Linked DNA regions of Mus musculus: regions 2 and 3 are each linked to region 1. A link is a contact called in public Hi-C and HiChIP or PLAC-seq data. All regions are on one chromosome and are shown on one strand. The core of a region is the stretch at or near the end of the contact, and the rest is flanking DNA. Distances in the headings are between cores, read along the strand shown. Region 1 has its middle 59 kb from the start of 4921525O09Rik. Region 2 has its middle 110 kb from the start of Gadd45g. Region 3 has its middle 65 kb from the start of Gadd45g.

Region 1 (2,949 bases), core at 202-2,701:
GGAAGTCCTGGTGGCAGAGCTGAGAACCCATCACGTTGCAGGGATGTCAAACAGTATTGAACAGAGCTGTGAGCCAGGGTCTGCTGCTGGCACAGCACTTGGTTCTTCCAGACAAACAGGCCAGTTTCCCAGGATTTTGCAAGCAGCAGATGAGACCTGAATGATCACACACCAGATCTTGGCAGGGATTTGCTGTCCCTGTTTGCAAGATTGTCCCAGATTGGATCACAATGTACATAGAGATGGCTCTGAAATTCCCTCAGAGAACAAATTCCTCAATACAACTCTTCATCTGGAAATTTACCTAGCCACCCCCACCCCCGTCCACAAAAATGCTAACGTTTTTAAACTTGAAGGTGCATCAGAGGGGCCAGATGCAGTAGCAGACACATCTGTAAGCCCAGCATTCTTACAGTGAGATGGGAGGCTAAGACAAGGAGCCACAGAAGCGTGAGGGTCAGCTAGCCTTGGAGTGTGCAGTAGGGGACAGTAAGAGTGTCTCAGGCAAAAAGTCCCTGTATGGTTTAATAGGACCAGCAGAGGTTGTCCTGTGATCTCCACCCATGAGCTGTGGTATGCTTCCTCAGCCATGTTAATAAAGAGGGCAAGAATAAAAACAGTGATCAGCTGAACAGATTGGTGTTACCATTTATTTGGTGCATCCCAACACCCTGCTAGCATCTCTGTTTGCTTTGTGTCTGCACGCTCCACTCCTCTCTGGGGGGACGGAGAGTGCAAGGGGACTTGATTTTACTCCAGGGTGCACGTTTAGCATGGAAGCCACGGCTGCCTGCAGCAAGCAAGCAGGAGGGTGGAGGAGACTGTAGCCTCTGCTGGACACTGTGAATCGGTGCTTGTTCTGTGCTTACAATGAACATCATCACCATAGAAACCTGGCAAGAGCTGTGTAAGAGTCTGCAGCCTTCGCCAGATGAATGTTTTGCTGTTAGGATTTGCTGTGGTCCTATTAAATCATACGGGGTGTTTTTCTGCCGGGCAACAGGCGCTGTCATAAAATGCATCCATCATCAGATCCTCACGCCACCCGTTGACCAGCCCCATGGTGCGTGTTGACATAAGCGGGCTGCAAACGGCACCCACAGCTGCAGGCTTGTGACAGGGACTCCCTTGCAACAGGTGTATGCTTTAAAGGACCCTGAACCTGGATTTACAGTGAGGCCAGCTGCTGCCTTTGGGACTGACCATTTGTCATCTCTAGATGGGTCACCCTCCTAAAAGACTAGCTTGTTGGAAATTCTATCCTCACCCATGGGACCCTGTCATAATTTTCTTTTTGCTGGCTTCTGCTAGCAGGGAGAAAAGAAGCTGAACAGCTTGCCCAAGCTTTAAGTTACAAAATCAACCAAACAAAACACTCACTTAGACCAGGCAGTACTGAAACATTCCAGAGATCTGAGAGTCCCAAGGTTGGTTAGGAACAAGGTCCTTGCCTCCTCTGGCAGAGTCCAGAGGTGACACCCAGCTCTGCTTTGTACAGCAGAAAGCATCAGCTCTGAACACCATGGCCCGCTAAATGTCCTCCACAAGAAAAATATTGTGGGCAGTTTCTATTCTGGGAGGAACTTTTGGTAAACAAAAACTTTATCCGGGTGCCACTCATCACTGTACTGAAGAAGGGGAAAAGACTTGAAATAGCCAAGTGGACGATTTTGGTTGGCTCAAAGCCCGAGTTCTTCTACCAGCTTGGGTACTTTGAGACCCACACTCACAGAGTGCTCTTGGAGCTTCCTGACAAAGTTTAACTTGAGTGGCGCAGGCATGTACAGTTTTCTTTCTCAAAGTGAAAGTGACACGTGTTCAGAGGAGACCAGGAAGACGTAAGAATGTAAATCAATAAACGGTTTGCAGAACTGACCCACAACCTCCTGACCTATATATAACTGAAGGCCTACTGACTTGCGGTGTTCGTTCCTCTTGCAGAGAGACTTAGAGAAACAAGAGGAAACATTTGGAAGCTGGGGATCCAATTAATGAGGATTAGAGTCAGGTCTGGAAGTCCAGATGTCATAGCAACAGAATTAGGGTTAGGTAACATCCAGCTATATTGTCTTTCTCTAAGAAGCCTGGAGAGGCCAGAGGGAAGTGACGACCTGGGAAGGTGTGCTCTACCTAGGATCCCTCTGTCCTTTACATCGGTGGCTCTTGGGGGCTGAGGATGACCTTAGAGAACCTGCCTAGCATGCGTGAGGTCCTGAGTTCAATCCCCGGCACTGGAAGTAAAACAACTTACAAGGTCCAGCCAGAACTACTCAGCCTCCTTCAGTGTCAGGCACACACTTGCAGAGATGTATACAAGAATGCAGGGGGCTTGGGAGATGGGTCTCCATCCAGTGGGGAGCCCCAATCCCTAGGTTTGTGGTGTGGAGCTAGAGAGTCTTATGTCTCAGAACCTGCAGCTGCAGGGGTCTCAGAGTTCAACAGGTAGGGAGAAAGAGCCTCTTGGGCTCCAGCTCCCTTGGCTGACAGGGCTCTCTCACACAGAAGAGTTCACGCCTGGGCTGCTAATTGGATGGGTGTAGACCTTAGCTATCACAAGAGGATAGGCTAAGGGTCTCGTGGCCTCTTTCCTTCTTTAGGAAATTGAAATTACAGATCTAGACTAAGCCTCAGATGAATAGGAGTGTCCATCTCTGCACATGTCTGCTAGGGTGGGGTTGGGGCGCAGCCTCTGGGGCACTAGTTATGGGTCCACAGTGGGGATCCTGAGAAGCCTGGACTCTATCTTTGCGGGAAGCTTCAACCCCTAAAGCAAAGGTAGTATTTGGTCTCGGGAAAGACGCCTGGATGGAATTTGGGGTCCGGGCTCTTTCCTCCAGGCATGGGAGATACAGCACTGAATAAATATAGACAGGACTTGTGTTCTTGGAAGGATTTATTTTATTGTTGTTCTGTTTGTTCATCTTTTTTATTTATTTAAAGTCTTGCTAT
Region 2 (2,835 bases), core at 104-2,603, 200 kb before region 1:
AGTCTCCCACTAATGCCAGGATATAATGACTCCATCAAGGGATTAAGTCATTCATGGGGCCAGAGCCCTTCTAGCCTAATCTTCGTGGCCAGAGAGAGGTGAGCCTCCCTGATCTCTAAGGCATTGCTCTCGCCAATCAGGCAGAGAAGCAAAGTGAGGCCTGCAGCTTTCTCGTCTCTGTGTTGGCTGCTCGAGCAAGAGGCATCAAGTCCTAACACTCTTGGAAGAGCAAGGCGTTGGCAGATTTGGTGCCTGTGGGGGAGCCACTTCTTGGTTTGTAGATTCTCATGTGGCAGCAAGGACTAGAGGCCCCCTGAAGCCTCCTCTCTGAAAACACCGTCTCCTCAGGACTTGAGTAGTCTCCCAGTCTCCATCTTTGGGAACTCTCACACAGAGGCTAGGGGTCAGTATGAAATTTAGGGGTGTGAATATTCAGTGTGTTGAACTCTGACCTCCTCATGGTAGATACATTTCCTCCCAGGCTGTTGGGGTCTTGGTTTCCTCTTAAAACCTGTGTGTGTGTGTGTGTGTGTGTGTGTGTGTGTGTGTTTACTTGTGTGCAACTATGTAAGTGTGGAGGTCAGAGGATAGTTCAAAGGAGTCATTTATCTCCTGTTACCCGGTGGGCTCCAGAGTTTGAACTCAGGCCATGGTACTGCGCAGGCTCCTCTGCCTGCTCAGTTGTCTCACCCACTCTGCGTCTCCTTTGATCCATGAGAAATGCTTATATAGAGCTGTGCTCAGTATGTGGACCTGGGCATGGAAAGACAAGCTCTCAGATGAGAGTGCGACTCAGGTAGTAGAATGCTTGCCTAGTGTGCTGGAAGCCCTGGGTTCCATACCCAGCATGGTGCAAAGCTGGTGTGATGGGATAGCCCTATAACCCCAGCAGGAGGATCAGAAATTCAAGGCCACTCTCAGCTACATAGTGAATTGGAGGCCTGGCATTCATTAGACTTGGACATGGGGAGGGCAGGAGAAAGAGGGAGAGAGGGAGGGAGGGAGGGAGGAATGGAGGAAGGAATGGAGGAAGAGAGTGAGAGTGAGAAAAAGACAGACAGAGACAGAGAGAGAGAGAGAGAGAGAGAGAGAGAGAGAGAGAGAGTATGAGAGAGCAAATTCCCTTTCTTTGACTTGCTCCAGACCCAGCAGAGGCAGGCATGGCCTAAGAGGGGAGCTCAGAAGCTCAGAGGACCCTGACTCTGTGGGTTTGAGGTTACGTTGGAGGGAGTTTTGCTGATACAATTTCCTTAAACACTTTGCGGGTTTTCTGTGAAGCTCAGTGAGACCTACTCCATTAGAAAAATGCAATAACCACAGATCTCTTTGATATACGTTTTTCTCTACTTTGGGCTTTCGCTGTGACAGTCAGTACCCACGAGCTTCCTAAAAGGCTCATCGGTGGCAGCTGAGCTTTGATGAACTGGGAGGCAGGCACAAGTTGAATCTCTCAAGGATGTCTGAGCTCTACAGAGTGAATTAGATGTGTTGGTCATCCTAGGGTTTTTACAGGTTGGATAGTCGTTTATAAACACACACACACACACACACACACACACACACACACACACACCATGTAGACCCACATGTGCTCGAAAGCACTCACATACTCACACATATTTATCTGAAGCTATGTAGACTTCTGAACCCAGTGAAGCGTCATTACAGGTCTGGGACAGAGACAACTTCATTACCTGTTCCGCTTGTCCCACCTCAGAGACCTGCTGCCCTCCCAGTTGGCTTCAGTACACTGCCATAGACAACTGTCTTTGGGGGCTTCAGAACATGGCAATGCAGCTCAGGACATCATCAGAGTGACCTTTACTTCTTTTATATCCAAAGATGGCAGGTCGCATGTCCTGTGGGGGGGAGGAGCCTGGAGACCATCCCTGAATCTTGTATGGAACTGTGTGCCAAGTTTTGTCAATGATGTTATCTTGTATGGAGCAACCCACTCTGGCCTTAGTTCTGGAAGGGGGTGCACAGATTCTAAAAGGGTGTGTGTGTGTGTGTGTGTGTGTGTGTCTGTGTGAAAGTATGCTGAGCTGACCTAAAGAAAATCCCTCCCATCGTCAGTGATGGACAGGTGGCTTTTGAGACCAGAGTAGGAGCAGATGTGCAGAGCCAAGCCCGGCCTAAGTGTGACACAGGCTACTACCCTGATAACTTCATCCTATCTTTGGGTTGAAGATTGTGCCCCACTGCCTAGCCCTCCCAGCACTCTGTGGCCACCGAGTCTTCGGCTGGTGAGCAAATGACTAACACAATAGGCTAGGTTGCAAAACATGGATGCCAGAAAACTGTGTACTGGTTCCTTCTCCAGGGCTGCCCATCCCAGAGTGAAAGCAAATGGCTGACCACACCCCCTCACTCTGTCTGTTACTCCAATGGGTCTGATCTCTGGCAATGCCTAGATGACAGAGACTGTAACCCTTGCTGTTCGAGGTAACTTACAGGCACCTCAGCATGCCACAGGCTGTTAGGACAGATGCTTGGTTTCAGCCATCAGCTCTTTCTGATGTCTTATAAGTATCTTGTGGGGAGCAGAATGAACCTCTAGGAGTCCTGATTGCAGCCCCTTCCTTCCCAACTAATAGCCCTGGCTGATATGCTTGTAGCTCGTGACAGGACAGAGCCTGGTTCATCTCTGGCCAACTCTCTCAGAGCAGTCATCTGAAAAGCATGGGACAGACACTCTAACATAGCAGCTGAGGGTGTTGGGGTTGCTGAATTTTACACTGTCAGCACTTAATTACTAAGGTTAGCATGCTGTTGGCAGCCTGACAGGATAGGTAGGCCCGAGGCCTCTGGCTTCTCCTGAGAGATGTGCAGAGT
Region 3 (3,253 bases), core at 78-2,577, 240 kb before region 1:
CCCAGCAACCACATGGTGGCTCACAACCATCCATAATGAGATCTGACTCCCTCTTCTGGAGTGTCTGAAGACAGCTACAGTGTACTTACATATAATAAATAATAAATAAATCTTTAAAAAAAGCTATTGAAAAAAAACCCAATAGGAATTTGTCAGGGAGGTTTTAAAAAATGGAAATAATGCCCCAGGGTCTGCTGGCCTTCTGTGCGCAGGGCTAAAGGGATTTGGGATTTTCCTAGGGAGAGTGTCACATGATCATATGGCTCGGTGGGTCTCTTATCAGCCATCAGCCAATTACTTGGATGAAGGGTCTGCATTGGAAGGCAGCCCTGTCCCCACCTTTGATCTAGAGACATCGTGCATTTCTCATGAGGCTACAATAAACAATACTTTTCCTAGGCAGGCAGCTATGATGCCCGTCAAGGCGTGCTCTAGGCTTTGTATTGTTTTTAGCTTCCACACACTTTCACATACACAAAAATATATGTAGCACTGGTGAGAGCCCCACGAACTGCTGAGACAATGCCTGATGCCAGTTGTTGTATCTTCTGAAAGTATACCTAATGTCAATGTTTAAGGAGTTGGCATATCCTATGAGAATTGTACCTAGATGTTTGCTATTCAAAAAGATGTCATTATAAATGGTAAACACATCCAACTACTCACATATCTACCAGTTCATCATCACCCATCCATCCATCCATCCATCCATCCATCATCCATCCATCCATCCATCATACACCATCCATCCATCATACACCATCCATCCATCCATCCATCCATCCATCCATCCATCCATCCATCCATCCATCCATCCATCATCCATCCATTGGTATTGTCTGTACATCCACCTAGTGTCATCAACACCTGCCCATTCATCTGTCACCATTAACGGTCCATCTGTCACTCATCTATATACTGTTTATATGTATGTAATAGTAGTATCCAAGAATTTCATTTAAGGATAAACATGAGTGTTAAAATGATTGATTATCAAAAGGGATTGTTCAGTCCAACTTTCTTCACATACAAATTGCTGGTGGCATGAGGTCTACAGCTTAGCCTTCTGCCACTGAGCCAATAGGACCCTGCATCAGGTAACCCATGCGTGTGTCACTTGGGCCTGTCTGCAGGTGCTCTCTACCTGAACCCAGGTGGGAGAGCCCTAGCCCTGTGGCTCACCATCTGGGGTATGCACGTAAGGTTTATTACTGCATCGACAGAGGTGCTGGTCTCGGCTGATGTACCTGCTCCCATCAAAGCCTTGTACCCAGAGAGTTCCCGGAGGCAGTAGAATATTTGCTTTCGGGACTCTTTAGCACTGTTGGGAAATGTGTGTTGACATTGGTGATAAGGTAGCAGGCCGGGAAGCTGGAGGGAAGAATGGGCTCTCCTGAGCAGGGCGGAAGATCTGTGGTCTCCAGGTTCTTGTGTCCTTGGCTTGTTGTCGCAGTGCAATGGGGGAGGAAACGGAGAATCCCCAGAGTCCCTCCTGACTTGGGGAGGGGGGGGCAGGGAGGGATCCTTCGAGTACAAGCAGGTGTCAGCCCTCAGCTGTGAACCTGAGTAGCAGAAGGGCAAGCTTCCAAGTCACCCCTTTTCCAAGTTCAAAGAACCTCTACACTTCCTTGAACTGCCCTCCTCCACCCTGTTCTCGGGCTCACAGAGGAGCCGCGCCCCTACCCGCTTAGCTGTCAGCTTTCCGTGAGGTGGCCTTGGGGTTTGGGATCTCTCTTTGAGGGGCGAGGGCTTTGATGTGCGGCTGCTCTTAAGCAATCTTTTAACTTCAGTTTCCACACCATAGGGGTGTGCTGAGCAGGGTTTCTTTGTTGACTCTGAAATTACCTTTGAGAGTGATTCTGGAAAAGGAGAGTCAAAGCCATCTGGGAGAAAATCCTGGAACTTCCCCTTGGCTGGGTAGCATGAGTTCTGGTGGGATTGGAGACCGGTGCTGGAGCTACCAGATTTTTGGTCCTACTATGTTCAGGTTGTCTGTATTGGGGCAATGGCTGCTATGGAGTTCTGTGGAGAGGTTTCCAGAGCTCGCCTCTAAGAGAGAGGGGTACGTGTATACATGAGCGTGTGTGTACCTATGTTGTACACATGTCCCCTGTCTCATCAGGGACAGGAAGGAGACAGACAAGCCCCCAGAAGTTCCTTTTGGAGGCAGTCAGTTTGAGGGAGTTATAAGATTTGGGCCCAGAAGGAAGAGCATTCAGCACATTGTCTAGAAGCTTAGAGTTGAAGTCCCGCCTGATTCTGTTTGACTTAATTTGTCTCTTCAGTACTCTGTGGTCACTCCCCCTCCCCACCCCCCTGCCCCAGGGTGAACAGATCACCTAGTGGTGGATTCTGGGTAATGGGCCACCGTGGGTCCCAGGCTTCCGTGGGAATGTAAGCACCCACTGTCTGTGCATGCTAGCTATGGGTGAAACCCTTCACCTGTAACCCTGGAGCCAGATGGGATTTGAGCCTGCGGCTGTTTTGGGCAGTGTGTGGATCACATGCTCCACCCAACCCCACTGTGTGTGGGTAGCAGCCGGCAGGCAAAGGTATTAATGTTTTATAGCAAAACTAAGTCAGGCAGAGAATGCCTCACGTGCATTCAGGTTGAACCCTGCCTCTAAACCTGTTATGAAACAGTGTCTTGTTCCCAGGGCTTTCTGGATTTGGAATGACTGGCTAGGAACTACAGAACTGCAAGATAAACAAGCCCATTTGACATATTAGACTGGAGAATCAGGCTTGGAGCTTTGCTGGCCTACCATTTGAATGTGTGCACTGGTGGCTATGGGCATGTGAGTGTGCTTGTGGAAGTGTAAGTATATGCATGTGTGTAACAAGTGTGTGCACGTGACTATGCATGCAGTTGGATATGATGAGTGTGTGAGTTTGTGCACATATATATACATGGATCTCGATATGTGTGTGCGTACACTACACTCATTTGTGCGAGCCCAAGACAGAAGGGTGGACTGATTTTCTAGACCATAGGTTCAACACAAGGCCAAGGACTGAGCCAGCCACTCTCTGGCCCTGGGAATGCACCCTGCTGCTCTCCACTTGGCTTTTAAGCAGATGGGCTCTGTGTTCTGGAATAGCAACTAGGTTGCAAGCAATGAGGTGAAGGTCTGTGCTTTCATCCTGTAGGTTGTCAGCATTCTTCTCTGTCTCCCAGTTTCTCCTGGCTCTGATTGCTCAGTAATGAACACAAAGAAGTCAAGAGAGAGAAGGGCTTGGGAGCTGGGAGGGT

What was found. A called contact is a pair of places that touch in the nucleus more often than the background predicts. HiChIP or PLAC-seq counts read pairs in DNA pulled down with a chosen protein or histone mark.
Region 2: a contact with region 1 is called in an H3K27ac HiChIP or PLAC-seq map of regulatory T cells, with 2.7 times the contacts expected there. The contact joins two enhancer-like sites. A contact is called at or near these places in 1 of 15 datasets of contacts at CTCF or cohesin (CD8 T cells), 2 of 484 Hi-C or Micro-C datasets (bone marrow-derived macrophages and nephron progenitors), 6 of 115 datasets of contacts at active chromatin or transcription factors (effector CD8 T cells, embryonic basal ganglia, large pre-B cells and 3 more) and 1 of 9 other capture datasets (embryonic stem cells).
Region 3: a contact with region 1 is called in a Hi-C map of liver, with 2.8 times the contacts expected there. The contact joins two enhancer-like sites. A contact is called at or near these places in 1 of 39 promoter capture datasets (liver), 1 of 15 datasets of contacts at CTCF or cohesin (CD8 T cells), 8 of 484 Hi-C or Micro-C datasets (astrocytes, bone marrow-derived macrophages and liver), 3 of 115 datasets of contacts at active chromatin or transcription factors (astrocytes and regulatory T cells) and 2 of 9 other capture datasets (embryonic stem cells and embryonic trunk).

The regions. Positions count from the first base shown.
Region 1 is chr13:52,154,175-52,157,123 of GRCm38.p6, forward strand. No RefSeq gene overlaps it. Among named protein-coding and RNA genes, the nearest start is that of 4921525O09Rik, 59 kb to the left of the region's middle. Within about 2 kb of position 1,452, at least 116 of the 459 cell types and tissues checked have an H3K27ac peak or open chromatin away from gene starts, as enhancers often do. A contact at or near this core is called in CD8 T cells, liver and regulatory T cells, where this site is marked.
Region 2 is chr13:51,950,513-51,953,347 of GRCm38.p6, forward strand. No RefSeq gene overlaps it. Among named protein-coding and RNA genes, the nearest start is that of Gadd45g, 110 kb to the left of the region's middle. Within about 2 kb of position 1,354, at least 24 of the 459 cell types and tissues checked have an H3K27ac peak or open chromatin away from gene starts, as enhancers often do. A contact at or near this core is called in CD8 T cells and regulatory T cells, where this site is marked.
Region 3 is chr13:51,910,139-51,913,391 of GRCm38.p6, forward strand. No RefSeq gene overlaps it. Among named protein-coding and RNA genes, the nearest start is that of Gadd45g, 65 kb to the left of the region's middle. Within about 2 kb of position 1,328, at least 41 of the 459 cell types and tissues checked have an H3K27ac peak or open chromatin away from gene starts, as enhancers often do. A contact at or near this core is called in CD8 T cells, liver and regulatory T cells, where this site is marked.